2 separate regions of the Hordeum vulgare genome follow, and region 2 is linked to region 1. The links are chromatin contacts, called in public Hi-C maps. All regions are on one chromosome and are shown on one strand. Each heading gives the region's core, a stretch centred on a gene start, on an enhancer-like site or on the middle of the called end of the contact. The rest is flanking DNA. Distances are from core to core; before and after follow the strand shown.

Region 1 (5,381 bases), core at 736-3,235:
AAAATGGGTTCATCTTCCTGTAGGAGACCCTCAATGCTTCAATTGCATCACTAAAAACCTGCTTAAAATAGCATCGTAAGCATGAAGGAAACAGTGTAATAAACACTGCCTTCTCTACAAGTACATATATACACTGTGAGATCCGAACCTTCATGCCACCCATACCAGATCCAATTAGAACTCCACATCTCGATTTGTCCAACTCGTTCATGATATCTTCAGTGACTCCACCATTGTCCAATGCTTTCTTACCAGCAACTATCAAATATTGCATGAACTTATCCATTCGCTTAGCTAACTTTGGTGCAACCCAACCATCTGTTGAGAAGGATTTGATTTCTCCTGCAATTCTCTGTATGAAAGATAGCATGTCAAGCAGTGTAACTGTAAGGGATATTTCAGCTACATCGCAAAATAAAACCCCACACCCAAGTTAAGTAGAATAAAGTAATACCGTGGGATAGCTGGAACAGTCAAATGCTTCTATCTCACTTACTCCACTGACACCCTGTAGAAGGTTGTTGTAAAACTCATCAGGCTCATGGCCTAACGGAGTCACGACACCCATGCCAGTGACAACTACCCTCCGTTGTTTGGTTTCAGATTTGTTGTTTTCCACAGCTCCTCTTTCAGGATGAAAGGAAACAGCAATGGGCACTCCTGCAGTCCATAAGGCATCTCATTTAGGTGATAAATAACAAATTTGAGTCAGCATATGCGACAAATAGACTCACACAAAAGAAAAGTAGCATCACCCGCAAAAATGCGTTTATCAGTTAGATGTTTCTTTAAGCAACCAAAACCAACGAACAATATTTCGCATGAAATGAAACAAATGGCAATGGAAGTTGCACATTAGCAATAATTCCAATCATATGTTTTCCAAAAAAATCCCAGTTTTTTATAGTACAATCTTCAACACCGAATTCCCCAATTGCCACTTAGTTTCCACATGTTTAATTCCATTCTGATAAAAAAACACGTTTATGATAAAATATACTTTAATTTTAATGACAGCGTCATATGGTGAAGTCACTTATTCACTCGAGCATGCATCACACGTACAGTATGAATCATGTCATGGACATGGCAAGCCCCAAACTCCATACAGTATAAGAACAAGATTTACTCATACAGAATCATGCACAAAGCAGCGAATAATTGTCTCTCGCCTGAAACCCCAAATGCACACGAGCCATTTGACAACTGAAACTCTATAAATCCCAGACGTTTACACCGCACCGAACACTCTGTGATACGACCTACTTCCTCTGTGCCTAAATAATTGTAGTTGGGGAGAACTAGTCTAGTTCTCCCCAACTACAATTATTTAGGAACTGAGGGAGTACATGGTTACAGGCTTACAGACGGCCGCAATTTTACAGTTGACATTCGGATAAGGACCAAGAAACCATGAAAATGCGGAGAAGGCAACCGAAATGGGCTCACCAGAGCGTGCCCCGCCTCGGCGGCGCGCAGCAAGGTGGCGGCGCGTGCAGAAAAGCCCGCCGCCGATGTAGTTGCGCTGCTTCCCCTCATCGTCTGCGACGCAGGTTGCAGACAAGCAGGCGGCGACGATCCAAGTGCACAGCGGTGGCGCCACCGCCGACATTGCGAACGAACTGGATCCTGACGACGCGAAGGTGATGCGAATCAACTGGATTCGCGGGAGGGGAAGGGCAGGGACATCCACTAGCCACCAAGTTCCACGAAACGGCAGAGGCAAGGACCGGGACGGGGGTCTGTGCCCGCGAGAGATGCGGGCAGTTCGGGCGCAAGCGAGCGAAGGCGCGCGAGGTAGGTAGGGATTCGCGGGAGTTGGATAGAAGGAAAGCGGCGGCGGCGGTGGTCTTTAATAAGGACGGAGGGGGCTTGGGCGCATCTGAGAGGTGGTGGACGAGGAGGAAGCCGCCATTGCCAGGTGCTCGACAAAAGGTGCGCTGGGAACGGACTTTAAAAAAAAACGGAAAACGTAAATCCATTACTCAAGGAGGGAGCGAGATCGCTGGTCAGATAACAGCTTGCAAAATCACCAGCACTAGTGGCAGGGGCGCGCCCAGGGCGCGCCTCGTGTGCGTCAATGTGGGCACTAACCCTTATGCTGCATTTTTTTAGCGTGTGATTGGCAGCAGTTATTGAGAACCAAATATAATATGTAGTAAGTTAGAAGTGTGGAAACATAGACAGGCAACACACGCGCATGTACATCTGACATATACATAAACGAATTCAAGAGTGAATCAAATTCAACAAAAATAACCAAGCAATTTAACACAAACAATCCAAGAGTGAATCAAATTGAGGAAATAAACAAGTATTCCAAGAGTGAATCGAATAAAGATGATCCTCTCCATCATGCTATGTATTGCATCTCCGAGACTTGCCAATGTAGTTCATCTACGTGCAGAACTTCACGACGAATTCACCGGCCTTCTCCGCATTGCCATTGTCGCCCTCCCCAAGCAACGCTCACCTTCACCATCACTTGCTCGAGCAGTTTCTCATCCGCACCACCGATGGCTCGCCACGCGCCAGCCATCGTAGTAGTCCTCAACGCAACCCACGTCCCACTCATGGGCGTCATAGCAGAAGCAGCACTCGTAGATTAGCTATGAATGAGCTTTTTAGTTGGGGCTAACTGGTATCGCTGCAAAAATAGGGCAAGTTCAAATGCTACAAGAAATGACCGCTTTAAATGTTGTCCATTGTTCATTGCATAATGTTTCCCTTGCATGGATACTATCGACTTATCGTATTTCATTCCTTCAGTTATTTTCCATGATTACTGACGTATTTTTGTATTTCCATGATGCATTTTGTGACTGTCTCAGAGAAATTGAGTGCCTAAGTTAGTTTCTAGGATAATCAGTAGCTTCTATTATGCTGATCTATGGAAGGTTAAGTTTCCATTCTCACCTTCTGAATGTGTGTGGTATAATAACAAGTAAATTTTATTAATTTGCATATGAAAATATGATTGCTCATATGCAGATGAATTGTTACGTTGTAGAGAACATACATAACAGCCCTAAACTGAATATTTGGAACAAACAAGATGACAAACTTGGTCAGGAAACCCCTAAGTAAGATAATCGTATTCCACCAAAACCAATACTAAGTTTCTCTGCATGCCAAAACATACCTCGACATCATAAAGAAACTGAAGTGCCATTCTCTTGCATTATCTGCATCTTCGTCGATAGCTCCCGAATCTTACAAACCCATAGCTTTGGTGTAGATACGTAACCCATCATTTAGTAACCATCAAACTCAATAGTAATATTTATGATATATGTAAAACGGGATCAATGACATAGTTGAAGCTCTAGCAGGTTTAAGTTTTAACTAACCCTATCCAGAATTAATTAACTATAGAAAAGAAAAAGATTAGCGAGGAAGCATGAATAATGTCTAAGAGATAGGAAAATGGTATCGATAAGATGCCACATAAATCATGCTTCCCATAGGAAAATGGCACAAAATATTCCATGGTAAGGAGCAGAAACAAACTGAGAAGCTGAATGCATGTCTAAGAGAGATGGGAAAATGGCAACGATAATTCAGCTATGCATCGCTTGGCATACTAAAAACAGCACCATTGAATTTTCAACGGTAATCAATGCTATAGTTAAATTACCATGTTGAAACTCCATTTTGTTGGCTTAATTCACTGAATTTCATTTGCTGCCCAAACTATTAGGATAAGATACCTGATTTGAGTTTTGTGTTGATGGTTCCAGCCACGAAAAGCATTTGTCAACATGTTGTCCAATGTTTAGCAATCAAATTGATCCAATGTGCGCAAATTCTTCATGCGACCCAATTCAATTGGAAAACCAGAGTTACTCAGCAAATAATTAACATGGGCACCCTCACCTCCATGGGAACCATTTGAAGTACCATTAGAGTAAAAGCTAGGGGAATAACATGAAAGCTTCAGGTTGTATCGCTCCCCTTGAAAGAAGAGCCAAATAATAGCAGTGGAAAACTTTTGGTCTCTTTGACCACTCTACAAGCTACTTTGCATGAGGAAGAAATCAATGTTATTAGTAGAAATGGTAACTCATCGTCCTCAGGTTTGGTAGAGGAAACTATAACACATGTCTATCTACTCGCATTATTCAGGTGACGAATCCAAAAACAGCAAATAAGACAATACTAAATATACTTCATATGATTTGGTTTTCATCAAGTGAAGAAAACACAGACCATAGACAGAGGCAAAGCAACTTGTAACATCAATCTAAGAAAAATCCACACGATAACTACTACAGAAGAGCAGTTGGCTGGAATGGAACGATCCCGTGATCGACAGGGAGTGGTAGTTCCACATGCAAAATACCTAGACTCATTTAGTCAAGTTGATGAGCTTGTGTCATTACCATGTGATAAAGATAACTCCGATTGTGCTACAGAATTCATCGTATAAAACATCCAGCTAGTTACTTTCAGAAATAGAATAGGAAAGAGAAAGCACAAATAATAAGCATGACAAGAAAACTACAAACTTGGAGAAATCACCAGTTCATGAAAATAGAAGTAAACTGAAGTAAACTGAAGCAAACTAAAAGCTCGGATAATATTCAGTGTTACATTCTACCCTAAATGGCGAGAAAGACTTCGTCGGGACATTAGGATGAACACCCACAATTGCATAGAACGCAAATTCTAAAGCCTCCTAAATTACTTCACACAAACTTATTAGCTACCGCTACTAATGCGTAGTCCAAGTATCCTTAATCCAGTAATTACCTCATTGACATTCAACAAAAAACAGAACCCAAGGCGATGTTCCACGTGATTTAGGACAAAAGAAATATTGGATGGAATGCAACGACATTGATGTTAGAAGGCATCTCATATTCTTTACTCCATTGTCCTAAGAATTTAGACACTGAAACCTCCTAAATAATGTTTTACAGAGATTTCAATTGTTTGAAATGACATAAGTTTGTCGACAGAATCATCTTTAAAAGGTAGTGTAAAATAGATATATAAGAGAGCCACCAAGCAGCCTGAGTACTTGATATCAAAATTGTCACTCTTCCTCTGCATGTGCAGCTTGACAAGTAAACCATCTACTGCAAATATCAAACAATCCCTATTCAATTTTGAAAGTATTCGATCGATAAATCAAAGAATACAAGACTGCGCTAAATAAGCAGGCTAGCCATGCTCCACCTTCACTTGATCATGAAATCAGCATGGGAGTGTTGATCCTAATAAAATACTTGACAACAGATATTCCCTGAATTTCTATGAATATCCAACAATGGTACATATTTACTAACCAACAGAAATAGAATTGAATCTCACCTCACAACTAAGGGAAGAGCATTAGAGGTATGCACTTTACGAGGAGGCCAGGAGGGCGATGGTCC
Region 2 (5,266 bases), core at 1,209-3,708, 450 kb after region 1:
GCAACATCATGTAACATAGGAGATTCATTAAAGATAACGTTCCTGCTAATAACAATCTTTTGTGTTTCAGGATTCCACAATTTAAACCTTTAACACCAGATTTATAACCAAGAAAGATGCACTTAACAGCCCTTGGCTCCAATTTTCCATTATCAACATGAGCATAAGCAGTGCAACCAAAAACTCTCAACTGTGAATAATCAGCAGGTGAACCAGACCATACCTCAATTGGAGTTTTCTTATTAAGAGGAATAGATGGTGAACGGTTGATGAGATAACAACCACTGGAAGCGGCCTCAGCCCAAAAACGCCTATGCAAACCTGCATTGGACAACATGCAACAGGCTCTGGAAATAATGGTCCTATTCGTACGCTCAGCAACACCATTTTGTTGAGGAGTATAAGGAACGGTGTGGTGTCTGACAATGCCTTCAGACTTGCAATAATTCCCAAACTGCTTAGAACATAATTCCATACCATTATCAGTGCGAAGCATTTTTACCTTCTTTTCAGTTTGTCTCTCAATCACAATCTTCCGCTCCTTAAAAGCTAAGAAAGCTTGCCATTTATGCTTCAAGAAATAAGGCCAAACCTTTCTCGAATAATCATCAATAATAGTCAACATGTAACTAGCACCACCTAGTGACTTTTTGCAAGATGGTCCCCATAAATCAGAATGAACATAATCAAGAATACCTTCAGTTGTATGAGTCGAAGTGTTGAACTTGCCCCTCTTGTGCTTGCCGAAGATACAATGCTCACAAAATTTCAATTTACCAGTTTGATATCCTTTAAGAAGACCTCTCTTATTTAACTCAGCCAAACCAAGTTCACTCATATGTCCAAGACGCATATGCCAAAGGTTAGAAGCATCACAATCAGAATTCTTTAAAATAACCGGAGTAGCGTTACCTGAAACGGTAGAACCTCGAAGGTAATTAAGACTATTGGTCGAACTTAAGTCACCTTTCATCACAATGAGAGAACCTTCGGTGACCTTCAAAACGCTATCTCCACCTGAATACTTGTACCCCTTTGCATCAAGGCACTCACAGAGATAAGATTTATCTTCATCTTCGGAATATACCGAACATCTGTCAAAGTTCTGATTGTGCCATCAAACATCTTGATTCGAATGGAACCTATGGCTTCAATCTTGCATGGTGAATTATCAAAACCCAAAACGGAACCAACAGCAGTGGTAGAATCAAAAGTAGTAAACCAATCTCTATGCGGGCACATATGAAAAGTACACGCAGTGTCAAGTACCCACTCATCATTGGTCTCAGCACATCCAGCAATAACAACAATAGCATCATCGGAACTATCATCACGAGCAACATTAGTAGAATTTTCACCTTGTTTGTTACCTTTCGGTTTATACGTACCATTCCTCTTTTCCTTGTTCTGCAATTTGAAACATTCTGAGATGTCATGCCCGTCTCTCTTGCAATACCTGCAAGACTGCTTCTTGTCTTTGGATTGCGACCGGCCCCTCTGGCCGTTCTTACTTTTGTCGCGGTTTCCATTATGTGAGTTCTTCTCCTTTGTCCTGCCACGAACAGATAATCCCTCGGCTTGGGATGAACTTGAACCATCACGAGGCACCATTAATTTCATCTTCTCCTTAGATTTCAAAGCTTCATAAACTTCATTAAGCGTGAGAGTATCACGACCGTATAACATGGTGTCTCGAAAATTGATATAAGAACTTGGCAGCGAACAAAGTAGCATTAAAGCAGTATCTTCTTCATCATATGTAACCTCCATTGTAGCTAGATCGGATATGATCTCTTCAAATTCTGAAATATGATTCAAAACATTACCTCCCTCAGGTAACCTGTGCATGAATAATTTTTGCTTCAGATGCATCTTGCTGGTGAAATCTTTTGTCATGCAAATCTCTTTCAGCTTTAACCATAGTGCGGCGGCGGTTTTCTCGCTCAAAACTTCCTGCAAAATATTATTATGCAAATGGAGTTGAATTTGTGACAGAGCCTTATGATCCCTTCTTTTCTCATCAACAGTCCAATCCTCAATTTTATTCTTTTCAAAACTGTCCAGTGCATCATCATAGTCGGCGTGCGCCAACAACGCCCGCATCTTGACTTGTCATAGGATAAACCTTGTGTCACGATCCAGTAGCGGAAGGTCGTACTTCATGAATGCCATAAATAGATAAATTTGTATACACAAAGTAGTACAAGCCGGTAGAAAAATTCTTGACAGAATTAGTTAAGTGGAGAAAAAAAAACTGATTCAAATAGATAGCACCCGGTAGCTGTTCGAACAGTGGACATAGCAATTAGCGATGAGAGTAGTCAAATCTGAATTAGTAGCTCAGCCTTGGCCTTGACGTGAGAGAAAAGAGGCGGCTGTCAAATCAGCGACAGCACCTCCAGACTTAGACGTGTATGCAGCAGCAACTTGCTGAGTAACAGCGGAACAGCGGCAGCTTCGGCCAGGCAGCGCCTCGATACTTGGAGCAACCAGCAGCGCGGCAGTTTTCTCGGCGAGTTCAGCTGCAGCGGCTCGGCGACTTTTTGCACAGCAACCGCGGCAGCGAACAGTTTAACAGCGGCCGGCTGCAACGATTTAATCTCTGTCGGACTCGGCTTCATACAGCGGCACCAGAAATCGATCCGGCTTCAGATCGGCGGATCGCCGACGCGGCGGCTGCGTGGAAAAAACCCTAACTCTCGTCTCAAATCTCGTATACCCAAAACCTTAGCTCTGTATACCATTTATTAGATAAAACGAGATCAACGAGACACGAGAGACACGGATTTTTATGTGGAAACCTTTACGAAAGAAAATCACGGACGCACGAAGGCGCAATCACTATTAGCGTGGAGTATTACAAGCACGAGACAACATACCGTCTTTAGATGCGATTACGTGAAGTATATATGAGGGGCAATACATGAGAGTCCTTGGAGGACAAGTAAACGAGTTGTACTCGTACGCGTCGTTACCAACGCAAATGTCCACACCGTTTGTATTACGTTTAATCCAATACGGTAAAATTTAAATCACAATTTAACATAACTGATAAGTATAAAAAATAATCCAACATCTTCAGGACCCACACACATGTTTGCAGGCAAAACTGAAACACCCAAGTTTGCATGATTATTCCCATGTAAATAATTCTTCATTTGCTCATGTTGGCGTACATCATAAAACCCACAAAAAGTCAATATCTCATATAAACATCCATTTTCTTTGAAAAAGAAGGATCTAGTTGACGCTATCAAATATATCTTTTTCCTCATACTGGACTATTATTTTTAGAATAGTTGTGCAAATAAAATCTTGTGTTACATGGTGTTTTTATATTATTAACTTAGACATGGAACATAGAACTTATGTTATAGATGAATACGACCTCAGCGTGACCGTTCGCATGCTGGCATGTAAGTGTGACCAGTACTGCATCTTCCATGTCATGTCCAATCCTGCTTGCAGGCTCCATCCAGCACATCATCCGATTAGATTGCAGTATGCTGTAACAGAAGCTGCTTTGGGTGTCGTACATGCTACGAAATTTACGTAGACTTAAAAGACCAAATTTTCATATTACTAAAATAATCTATCTGAGTAGCATGAATTATGTACCTCGAATCGTAGAGGCCGCCATCTAAAAGGACTCCACAGAGTTGCTGCGAAGTAATATTGTTGACATCCTGATGAAATCAAACTAACTTGTGAAGTTCAAAAGTGGTAAACCAATAATGTAGAACAAAATCATATTCTGTCACACAGTCTCAGGTTGTACTACGTTGGAAGTTGGAACACCAAGATGTAGTTTACATAAACACGTCTGGTAGACTAAACAATGGAATCAGCCACATATTAGAGTGAAGCAATTTGATGTTACCTGAAATCAAAAGCCTAGAAAGGGTGATCCAGGAAAAAAAGCATTAATCACTGCCTGGTTGAGTGTCACACGTTCTAATTTTGCCATCCAATCTCATAGAACTTATATTCACAGCCAGTGACGCATCAGCAGGTCTGGTCGCAATGTACTTCACAATCTAGCTTTTACCTAATCACAGAATAGATAGTACAGCCTGACAGCAGAAAGATGCTGAGGTCGAAAATGGGACATCAAATCTGTTGGAGGAACAACAAAAAGAAAAAAATACGATGGCATAAATTACAGTTGCAAGAATGAAATATTTCCCTGTGCATTTTCACCATTAAATCTTAACATAGATAAATTTAGTATTATTTCTATGTGACCATACTCAATACAAAAAAAAATAGAAATATCAAGGCTTAATAGCTCCCCATATGTTTGTGTTGAACTTGACACAAAAATCTAGTCAAAAGAAGAAACTAAAGAATATCCGAAGAGAATCTTCCAAAACGTTATCGGAACATGGTATACCAATATGGAATCAGAAACTTTCAGATAATCAATTTTACCACGTAGGGAAAGATCAAAGTTTAGTCCTCAATGGAAGCGGTGGAGAGGACAGGAACATAATTACAAATAAGAGCTTGCAATCTCCAAACATTATTTCACTACAAGGAATGGTTTTCAGGCTATTAAGATTCTGGTCATTGTCTTACCTCGATGATGGATCTAGAAAAAAGACTCTCAATCTTCAAAGTAACTAATCATTACAACGGATCACCAACTTAATCAAGAACTAAGTCGATAATCACTGCACAAAGGAGATGTATGGACTATCAACACGGTTCATTAAAAAACATGTGAAAATAGAAAGTTCAAAATCAAAATGTGCTTGTTAAATTCATATATTTATGCAAAAAATAAGCAAGTAAGCATATCTATTAATTTGTTCTATATCCTTCAGCTTGATCTGTCTATTCTTATTAAAAATCACAATATTGTAGAGCACCAATAGACCAACTCCTTGTATACTTCTCATATTCTTGTTAATTCTTTACCAACTTAAGGAAAATAAGAAGCAGTGATGAGATCACTCCATGCGACTATTTTAGTGGATAGACACTCCATATTTGTTTTTGGGATGCATATGTTAAACCATAATAACGATAGTGTTCATATCTTGTTCCATTAAATAAAAAAGTAACACCATAGCAACAAACATGAAATGATAGACATATTTATCGGAAGGTCAACAAAGCATTGGCGCGCTTAAATCTATACAAATTGCTTCAATCATCTTGCATCAACAACGACCTATAAAGAGAAACTCTATCTCCTCGTCCAGCAGTCGGTCGAGAACATGTTCAGACCTGATCGTTTGTGTTATCAAAGAAAAATATACCT

Evidence for each region. A called contact is a pair of places that touch in the nucleus more often than the background predicts.
Region 2: a Hi-C map of leaf shows a contact between it and region 1, with 2.7 times the contacts expected there. The contact joins the enhancer-like site here to the promoter of LOC123448566 in region 1. A contact is called at or near these places in 2 of 6 Hi-C or Micro-C datasets (leaf and seedling).

What each region holds. Positions count from the first base shown.
Region 1 is chr4H:325,360,015-325,365,395 of MorexV3_pseudomolecules_assembly, forward strand. LOC123448566 (3-oxoacyl-[acyl-carrier-protein] synthase II, chloroplastic-like) reads right to left here and starts at 1,986. Exons shown (of 12, transcript XM_045125511.1): 1 at 1,450-1,986; 2 at 455-660; 3 at 149-352; 4 at 1-58. The coding sequence starts at 1,612. LOC123446449 (a long non-coding RNA gene) reads right to left here. Exons shown (of 3, transcript XR_006631355.1): 1 at 5,317-5,381; 2 at 3,711-4,016; 3 at 2,599-3,227.
Region 2 is chr4H:325,810,898-325,816,163 of MorexV3_pseudomolecules_assembly, forward strand. No RefSeq gene overlaps it. Among protein-coding and RNA genes, the nearest start is that of LOC123448570, 160 kb to the right of the region's middle. Within about 2 kb of position 2,459, at least 2 of the 3 cell types and tissues checked have open chromatin away from gene starts, as enhancers often do. A contact at or near this core is called in leaf, where this site is marked.